3 separate regions of the Mus musculus genome follow, and all the other regions are linked to region 2. The links are chromatin contacts, called in public Hi-C maps. All regions are on one chromosome and are shown on one strand. The core of a region is the stretch at or near the end of the contact, and the rest is flanking DNA. Distances in the headings are between cores, read along the strand shown.

Region 1 (2,876 bases), core at 256-2,755, 470 kb before region 2:
CTCTTCTTAGCCTCTCCCACTGAACCTCTTAGGTTTCTAAGACTCACCTGTTGTGAAATGCTAGCATTTGTTCTTGGAAAAGGACTTCAAGTAATGTTTTCAGTCTTTGTAAAAAGTTCTGTTTTCATGAATTCAGTGTGAGACCTAACATGTCATCACGTTCTTCAGTGTTAAGAAGAATTCTTTCTTCTGTCTTTACTGGAACAGAGAGTGCTCTAACACTATTATGTATCAAGGTCTTCCATTTTAAGCCCTTGTTTTTATTGGACACTGCAAACTACATATATCTAAAACCACTAGATTGTAGGCCAGATGATCAGGCTGGGGAATAGCCACTTATTCCCAGGTTCACGTCAAAACTGATTGAAACAAAGATTCAAATATGCCACCTGCATAATTTCCAACTGTAATTTACTAGGAACCCAGCCCTTTCCCAAGTGTTATTTGTAACCACAGGTTGCGTTTGTTGTTGTTGTTTGTTTGTTTGTTTTTTAACCAAGTTCCAGATTGATGCTGCATGGAGCTTGAAAGAACCCTTAAATGTGCCTAAATTGTTAGTGTGTGCGGGTTGCCACTACTAAGGCTCTGAGCCTATTTTGTGGGACAAAACCTGTAGCAGGGACTATCAGTGCTTATTAGTCTTGGAAAGAAGAGTCACAAGGAGGATCATGCCTACAAAGGTGAATGAGAGACGGTGACAGAAATGTTAGGTGTATAAATTAACTGGTGAAATATGAAATGGCAACTGACAAATGTATAAATGAAAAGAATACATTTGCATTTGAAAACAGTAAAATAAGTATAAAGTTTTAAAAGTTATACATACAACCATAGACGTCGTCCCTACATGAGGCCTGTGATATATATGTATTATTAACATTCATTAATTAATAAGGATAATTGCAAACTTGTTAAGCCCAGATGTGAATAATAAAAAGAGTATTGATTTTAGCTTCAGAAAGTATTAATTTGAATCTAGCTTTTTTCCTTTGTGACCTGTGTGGCTTTTGTTAAGTAATTTAACTACTCTGTTTCTTTTGGTCGGTAGTGAAACGGAGAAGGCAATACTTATCTAATTCCCATTACCATAATGGACAACTATGCAGGTGCATAGAAGCCATTTTATAAATAAGTGTAACAGGAATGAATGGATAGATGAATCTATAGCTTATACATGAGGCCTGTCTGGGGTGCCTGTGGAAAAGGGAGCAAAGAAGAGTAGCAAGTTGCTGTTTAGAGTTTGGAATGTGTGAACAGTGATGACTGCCAGGAAGTAACACAGCTGTTTTTGTGGAATGACAGTAACTTTGGAGAGAGAAACCTATCCGATGATCTTGTATCTGGCTGTTCCTAGGGGACATTTCTCTACATCTGCCCCAGTGTGGGCAACTGAATCACCCACAGCTGGTTGACTTCTTCCAAACCCATGCAAAGACGTCATGCAAAATGCTTCTGCAGCTGAATGGAACTCAGCTCTTCCCATGGAGCTCCTGTGGGGATGCCTAGTCACTGAGCACTATCAGTAATAGGGCAGTCAGCAGAGTAGCTTCTTTTTGCATCAGCAGGCTTCCACATTACAGAGCCCAGCAAAGCATCAGACATGCTTTTCATCATGTAAAACTCAGAACATGGTTCAAGGACAGCAGCAAATGCTTCATGCTTTGTTGTGAAGGGGAGAGGCTCATATATTTAAGGGAAGAATCTCTGCCTAGGGTAAGAATTCCACCAGCAGTCTTCTTGGAGGTCTATCCTATTCACTCTTTCATTTTAGGGCATCAGTGTTCCCATTGCCTTGGGTTATGTTTAATAGCTATGTAGTGAGTCACTTCGGTGTGTGTGGTTCATTGCCATAACTTAGGGATGTTGGGTAGCTGCTCATGGCTGACATCACTCTGCCTATTAAAAGTTTTGACGTGAACTTCTGCTGTTCCTCCTTTTTGTCTTCCACCTGCCCCTTTCTTTTTGTTTTTCTGAGATGGGTTCTTGCTACCCCCAGGCTTGATCTGAGCTTCTGAGTTTCCTGCCTCGGCCTCTAGGATGCCAGAATAACAAATGCTCAGCCCAGACTCAGCTCAAACAATACATCAGGCAACGTAACCCACAATCTTTCCAGTTTATTTATTTATTTTTTGAGATAATTTATGTTGCCAAGGCTTGCCTCAAACTTACTGTGTAGCTGAGGGTAGCCTTGAAATTCTGGTCATCTTCCCTATACTTAGTGCAGGGAATATAGGTGTGCATAATTATGCCTGGTCTCATTATAAATGGTAAACTAAATTTAGCAATTCTTGTTGTTGCTGTTAAGGAAGTTACTTGGGCACTGCATTATTATAAGCATGATGAGACTACTCCAGAAGAGGTTTGCTCCATGGCATGGAGCCTTCACAGGCATGCTCAAGTCTTTTTTTCCTGAAACAGTATGGCACAAAAGCTTGTTACAGAATGATATAAGGGCTGAAGAACTATCAAGAAAGGAATTGAGGGAGAACAAGAGAGGAGACAAACTCACAGCCAGAAGGACAATTGTCACTATTTCAAACATGTAAGCAGGACTGAGAACCGAGTAGAGTACCAGAGCTGCAAAGGATGAACAGGGGCTCCTTTTGTAAAATGGTTGGCATGCCTCAGGATGTAGTCTGTTAAAGGATCACACACAGTATCACTCATCTAAAACAGGAAATAGCCTTACTTTAACTGGTAAAAGATCAGCTATCCAGGTCACATTTTAGTGCTTGTAGTTAGTGGATTTTTACAGATCAATTCCTACAGATACTTCAAGAAGGAGTGGGTTCATTAAACCTCCAGACTTAAGGGAAGGGAAAACTTGTTGACAATGTTAGGTTTAAGCTTGGGGGTAAAAGAAGGATGAGATGGGA
Region 2 (2,841 bases), core at 101-2,600:
CATCATATGAGTAGTTATTGCTAGGCAAGAGCCCTAGTCCTAACCTGCTAACTATCCTACAACATAAAACCCTAAAAATAACAGTGAACAGTAATTTTAAATCACATGTATCTTAGCTTTCATTCTTCCATTGTGTAAAATAATAGAAGGCTATTTAAAAAGACCATTCTTCAAAAATCATACGTCTTCTTCACTCTCATGGCTTTCCAAGAAAATGTGATCTCTTCAAACTTCTTTTGTGCCTGTTTAATCAAAAGGCCACCTGTAACACACATGGACTGACTGAAAACCAAGTTGTTTCAAACAATTGTTGAAAACAATAAGCAGCACATTATTTCAGAATGTAAATAAATATTATGTTCTGTGTTATGGGTTTTGGATCTTTGTATCCATGTAAGCAAAAATGGGGTCAAATGGAAAAAATGCAATATTTGAAATCAGAAACTAGGGACTTAAAAATCCAAATCTTATATTTGTGGTTATTGAGTATTCTCATTCATGTATCACAAGAACCAGGTATCATAATTATTGTCTGTAACCACAGGGCTAGAGAATTGGAGACAGGAGGATAATCAGTTCAGACTGGTTATCCTTGGCTATATAGCAAGACCAATTTAGGAACCCTGCCTAAAATTAACAAAGTTAAAGAGTAAAGTCGGTAGGAGCACTTTAGCACATCCATGTACCAGCGCACACAGTCTTCTGCTAATTACTCTGCAGTTACTTCTCTTGTGGACTCTTCTCACCAGTCATGGGATCTGCGTCTGTGCTTTTCATCCCCGTGTAATCTGCAGCCCGCATCACATCCAGCTCCTTCTCTCCTGCCTCTGTAGATTTTCATCAGCCAAGACAAGAAGCCAGGTGGGACAGACTTTGTGAGGGACAGAACATGGGGGCCTGATGGAGGTGAGGAGAGATGGGAGGAAATGTCAGAGTGTTGGGAGAAAGTATGTTGATGACGCAGTAGGTGGGAAAGCTGGTCTGGTTAATGTCCGAGGTGTCCCAACACTCCAGACACTGCTATACTTACTCCTGTGCCACTGGAGTGAAACTTTTCTTAGGATCACTAGTCACTCAGCAAATCTTTTTTTTTTTTCCTTGAAGTTTTGCAAAGCGCATTTCCTGGCTCCAGGATTTTGCCACTGATGCCTATACAGACCGTTACTTTTATATTCTTTTGAAGCTATGTGTTTGTTTCAGGCAAGGCTTACATAGAAAAACTTAGGATTAGAAAAAAACAAAACGAAAAAGTAGTTCTAAATCATGGCTCTGAAGAGCAACAACTAGACTACGAGACATGCTTTAGCAAGGACTCCCTCAGAGGCACTGATGATGTCAGAGATACAAATAGCACGGCCCATCACTCAGCTGCATGCCTCCTAACCACAGAAGCACAGACATACACTAATGGACACATGGCTGCCTGTTTTTAGTGGATCTGCTACCAATTCTGTATCAGCATCTTTGTGTTTTTTGGCAAACTCAGGAAAGAGATTGCTAATCTTAGCACCCTAATTGGGGAGACTATCTGCCTTCTTTCGAGATTTACAGTTCCCAAGGTCTAAGGGGCACCCAGCTTATGTCCTGGCAACTCATTGCACGGCTTTGTTACTATTTGGAAACCACTTATTAGAATCTGCTTTAAACGTTATGGGAGAGTCGCTGCTGGTGTAAAATCATCCTCTAAGTTTTACTGAAGACATTGACCTTTTCTGTTCCCTTTCTTATGTGCATAGAAATCCAGTATGCCTCAGCCTGACATGGTCCATCAGTCACGAAAATGTGACACCCAGAACAGCAGCTGGGGGTGGGGAGGGTATAGAAGTACAAGAGCAGCTTCCTTACCCTGCCTGTGCTTTGAGCTGCACACCAATCTGCAGCTCCATTTTCCTTTCTTGGCCTTGGGCCCCTTCTTTCCGGCACTCTGTTTCAAAAAACATCACAAGCTTTGCAGGTGGTTTGTGTTGCACCACAGCTCGTATTCCTGACAGATCCTACGTCTGCACATTAATACTCCTCAATACTTCCAGCCTGAAGCTTTCCCAGACACACTGGCCTAAGAGCCTCAGAAGCAACACATTATATGGCTTGCTACACAGGAATTCCTTCTGGGTCTGAAGGTTGGAAGGTCATAGTGCTTTAAACAAAATAGGCTTCATGGCCACTTGCCTATGAACTTTAAGGTATTTGACTACATGAATAAGAAACCAGTCTTCTACAAAGATGCTGGGCAGCGCTGAGTTACCACAAGCATGAATGATTATCAATGCTACAATTACAATCATACAGTGCTTAGAAAATCAATCAGTAAACATTTGTTAGGTCCTTCTCCTCTATGTGACATTATCTAGTTTAAATAATATATTTCTTTTCAAAGGATATCACATAAGGCCAGTGATTATTTATACAATTTATAATTAAAAGAATACCTAAAACAATGTAATCTGGCAAAGGCTATATATACACTTAGTTTAAGGACAGGCAGGGCAGGACACTAAACCAAGATAAAGGGTTCCTGAGTTCAGGCTAGCTAACCCAACTTATTCATTCAGAGACTGAAAAACAATGAAGAGAATGGTGTTAACTGGCAAAGAGATGAAAGGAAAAAAAAAAAGCTCAGCAATTGACTTCTACATTGTTACAATCTGTCATTTGAGGAGCCATTGGAATAGTTTGCTGGGCTGGGGAGCGATTTTTCTCATTTTACTATTTTGCATTGAAATAAAGTGGGATACCTTAGTTTGAAATGTGTGAAAACAAAGTTTTCAAGCTTTAGCAACAAATACAGAATGGTGGAGCAAGGGAGAGTTTCGTCTCCCAGGAAATCTGGAAATAAGAGAA
Region 3 (2,715 bases), core at 63-2,562, 390 kb before region 2:
AGCTGCTTGGAAGCTGTGACACATAAAGAGCAGAGGACTGCCTGGTCTGACCTCAGTGGGAGAAGATGCTCCTAATCCTAGAGAGACTTGAGGCCCCGTGGGGTGGGAAGGTCTGGCAGGGACAGGAGGTGGTGACAGCCTTTTGAAGAAAGGTGTAGGGTGAACCAAGAGGGAAGAAATGACTGGAATATAAAAAAATAAAATAAAAAGAAAAGAAATTAAAAAATAGGGAGATGTTTGTAGTTTTGTACTGTCTTCTGAGCCTACCACACCAGGTTCTGACAAATAACTTCAAGCCTGTGTTCACACAGATGGCTCTTACAAATCTTGGTGGGTCAAAAAAAAAAAAAGACACAAATATAAGAGTGAGACATGTGGGAAGGTAGGTGGGGCAGAGGTGGCATGGAGGTAGGAGGGGGGAGTAGTCAGTATGGAATGTATCCATATGAATGTATCCATAGGTGAAATTGTGAAAATAAAGGAAAACTAAAGTATATAAAAATAAATTTTAAAAGGGAGAGAAAAAAAGGAAGAAAATCTTGTGAGCTTCATCCAGGGAATGTAAAAGTATACTTATTCTTAACACACAGTTTTTGATATTTGGTTCCAATAGTAATTTGTAATCAGATATGGTAATATTCTTGACAAAAGTTTTATAACCAAGTTGAACAGATTTCGTACAGCAAACATGTGTCTTACTGACCCCTCATACGTGCCAAAGTTATGGCAGTATATCATTCTTAGTGAAGGACCTTCTGTTGTGGCAAGGGTAATTGGTTCAAAACCTTGTGGGTAGATTAAAGCAGCTATAACCAGAATCGGAACTCAGTTCCACCGAGGCTCTATTTCCTACCAGCAGTTGGTGTGCAGTGGACTCTTTCTCTCTTCATTACAATCAATTCTTAACCCTCACATGGGCCCACTTTATATCTTTTTTCATAAAGTTTAAATCCTGCTAAATTCAAAGTGTTGAAATAAACTTATTTACTTCCAGACTTCTGAAAATTTTAAGATGGAATATTTGTGTGGCTGAGTTTTGATTATAAAAAAATTCTGTTGTAACAGACAGTCTCTAAAGTTCCTGCAAGCAAATTGGGAAGCCTTATAGTAAAATGTTCACAATATGAACAATTCAATCGATAGACAGGATTGAGACTCTCAGCCAAGCCATGCTCACATTGGCGAAAAGAACAGAGTATAATTAGCTGCCCTAGCAGGATCACAAGTCTCCTTTCCGGGGGAGCTCTGGAGAGAACAGCCTCAGGGTACACACAGCTGCAGGATTCTCATTCCTTTGGGCTGGCTCATCACATATGTGGCTTCATGATATTCAAACCTTGGGTCTCAAACAATCTTTTCCCATTTTCTTGCTATGTATGCTTGACTCAGTAGCTTTGTTTATTTTCTTAAAATATTTAATTTGGTTTGTGCTTCCTGGTGTGGCTTGGCTAGGTTTTTTCCTAAGGGCAGTCTTCTTGAATCTCCTTGTCATTCATAATGCCACACCTCCAGAAGGACTGCACACTTCCTAAGTGTTGGGCACTGGTACCATCCCATCTTCATCTGAGGGTTGAGGTTTCATGAATTGCTTCACTGGGTCCACAAATGCTTGAGATATGGTCCAAGTTATGATGACCCATGCCAAAAGAATCAACCTTCTCGTTTTTCAACCAAGTTTTCTGACCATTATTACTGAGGTTCTGATAGTCTTCACACTGACTTTTTCCAGGCTATGAGGCAGAGGGAGCGGCTCCCTTCACTGCTCCAACTCTAGAAGCAGCTTTAGTTCTACTTTACTTGCACCCAACAGCTTTTGTGTCCCCCCACCCAGAGGAAAAACATACAATTATTTCCCCAACATTTTCAACATTCCAAAGCAACTAGTCCTGGGGTTCCCTGTGTGCAAATGGCCATTGCTCTTTCTCGGAGCAGAACTACAGGCTGGAAGCTATTGGCTTTCTTAGCATCCCCTTCAAAGAAGGAAAATACCAGAGCCTCCTGAACCAACAGTGAGACATGTTTGACTAGCAATGATGAAATGTCTTCTATAAACACTCCCTAACTACTCTCCTTCTCTTTCCAGGACTGATTCACCACTGAAATATTTGTGTCACTCAAGTTCAAGTACATGAAACCAAATCCTTTGGTGTCGGTGGCTCTCAGTGCCACAGAGGGCAGCATGAACTTTACCAGGGAGGGTGGCCATTAAATAATCCAGAGCAAGCTGATGGCCTCTGACAAGCTTTCTAGCTCAACAGACAAAGTTGGGACCAGAACTTATTATGTCAGATCCGTGGCGCACACTGGGAACCCTTGTTGCACAGTCATTTCCTCTCAGATGTTTCTGGTTTTACTAATACAGAATGCGCATTGCCAATACAAGAAGAGTTAGACTCAATGCCCCCAAGATGCCATTAGCAGGCAGTGCAGTCTTGTGTTAATTCAGAGCCATCTACTTAAGACTTTGTGACCATAATTCAAGTTTACTTGAATTCTCCAAAAAGGCGATTTTAAAAATGCATTTTCAGAGGAATAAAGACTGCCAGGGAATATCAAGCATCCTCTGGGGTTTGGCTGAGAGAGAAACACTGAGAATGATAAAACAGAAGTGAGGAATAGATAGATCCTTCCATGTCCAAGGACAAACAGAAAACTTCTCTGTAAAGAAGTCTCCTGGGGAGTCTTCCCACTGTGAAATTACTGACCTTAGTGTCA

Evidence for each region. A called contact is a pair of places that touch in the nucleus more often than the background predicts.
Region 1: a Hi-C map of the C2C12 cell line shows a contact between it and region 2, with 4 times the contacts expected there. The contact joins two enhancer-like sites. A contact is called at or near these places in 1 of 15 datasets of contacts at CTCF or cohesin (the NIH/3T3 cell line) and 7 of 484 Hi-C or Micro-C datasets (the 3T3-L1 cell line, the C2C12 cell line, beige adipocytes and 3 more).
Region 3: a Hi-C map of the C2C12 cell line shows a contact between it and region 2, with 2.0 times the contacts expected there. The contact joins two enhancer-like sites. A contact is called at or near these places in 1 of 15 datasets of contacts at CTCF or cohesin (the NIH/3T3 cell line), 16 of 484 Hi-C or Micro-C datasets (the 3T3-L1 cell line, the C2C12 cell line, the HL-1 cell line and 7 more) and 1 of 115 datasets of contacts at active chromatin or transcription factors (fibro-adipogenic progenitors).

What each region holds. Positions count from the first base shown.
Region 1 is chr12:9,761,221-9,764,096 of GRCm38.p6, forward strand. No RefSeq gene overlaps it. Among named protein-coding and RNA genes, the nearest start is that of Gm22845, 100 kb to the right of the region's middle. Within about 2 kb of position 1,506, at least 9 of the 459 cell types and tissues checked have an H3K27ac peak or open chromatin away from gene starts, as enhancers often do. A contact at or near this core is called in the C2C12 cell line, where this site is marked.
Region 2 is chr12:10,229,976-10,232,816 of GRCm38.p6, forward strand. No RefSeq gene overlaps it. Among named protein-coding and RNA genes, the nearest start is that of Nt5c1b, 140 kb to the right of the region's middle. Within about 2 kb of position 1,351, at least 27 of the 459 cell types and tissues checked have an H3K27ac peak or open chromatin away from gene starts, as enhancers often do. A contact at or near this core is called in the C2C12 cell line, muscle stem cells and myocytes, where this site is marked.
Region 3 is chr12:9,838,074-9,840,788 of GRCm38.p6, forward strand. No RefSeq gene overlaps it. Among named protein-coding and RNA genes, the nearest start is that of Gm22845, 26 kb to the right of the region's middle. Within about 2 kb of position 1,313, at least 62 of the 459 cell types and tissues checked have an H3K27ac peak or open chromatin away from gene starts, as enhancers often do. A contact at or near this core is called in the C2C12 cell line, muscle stem cells and myocytes, where this site is marked.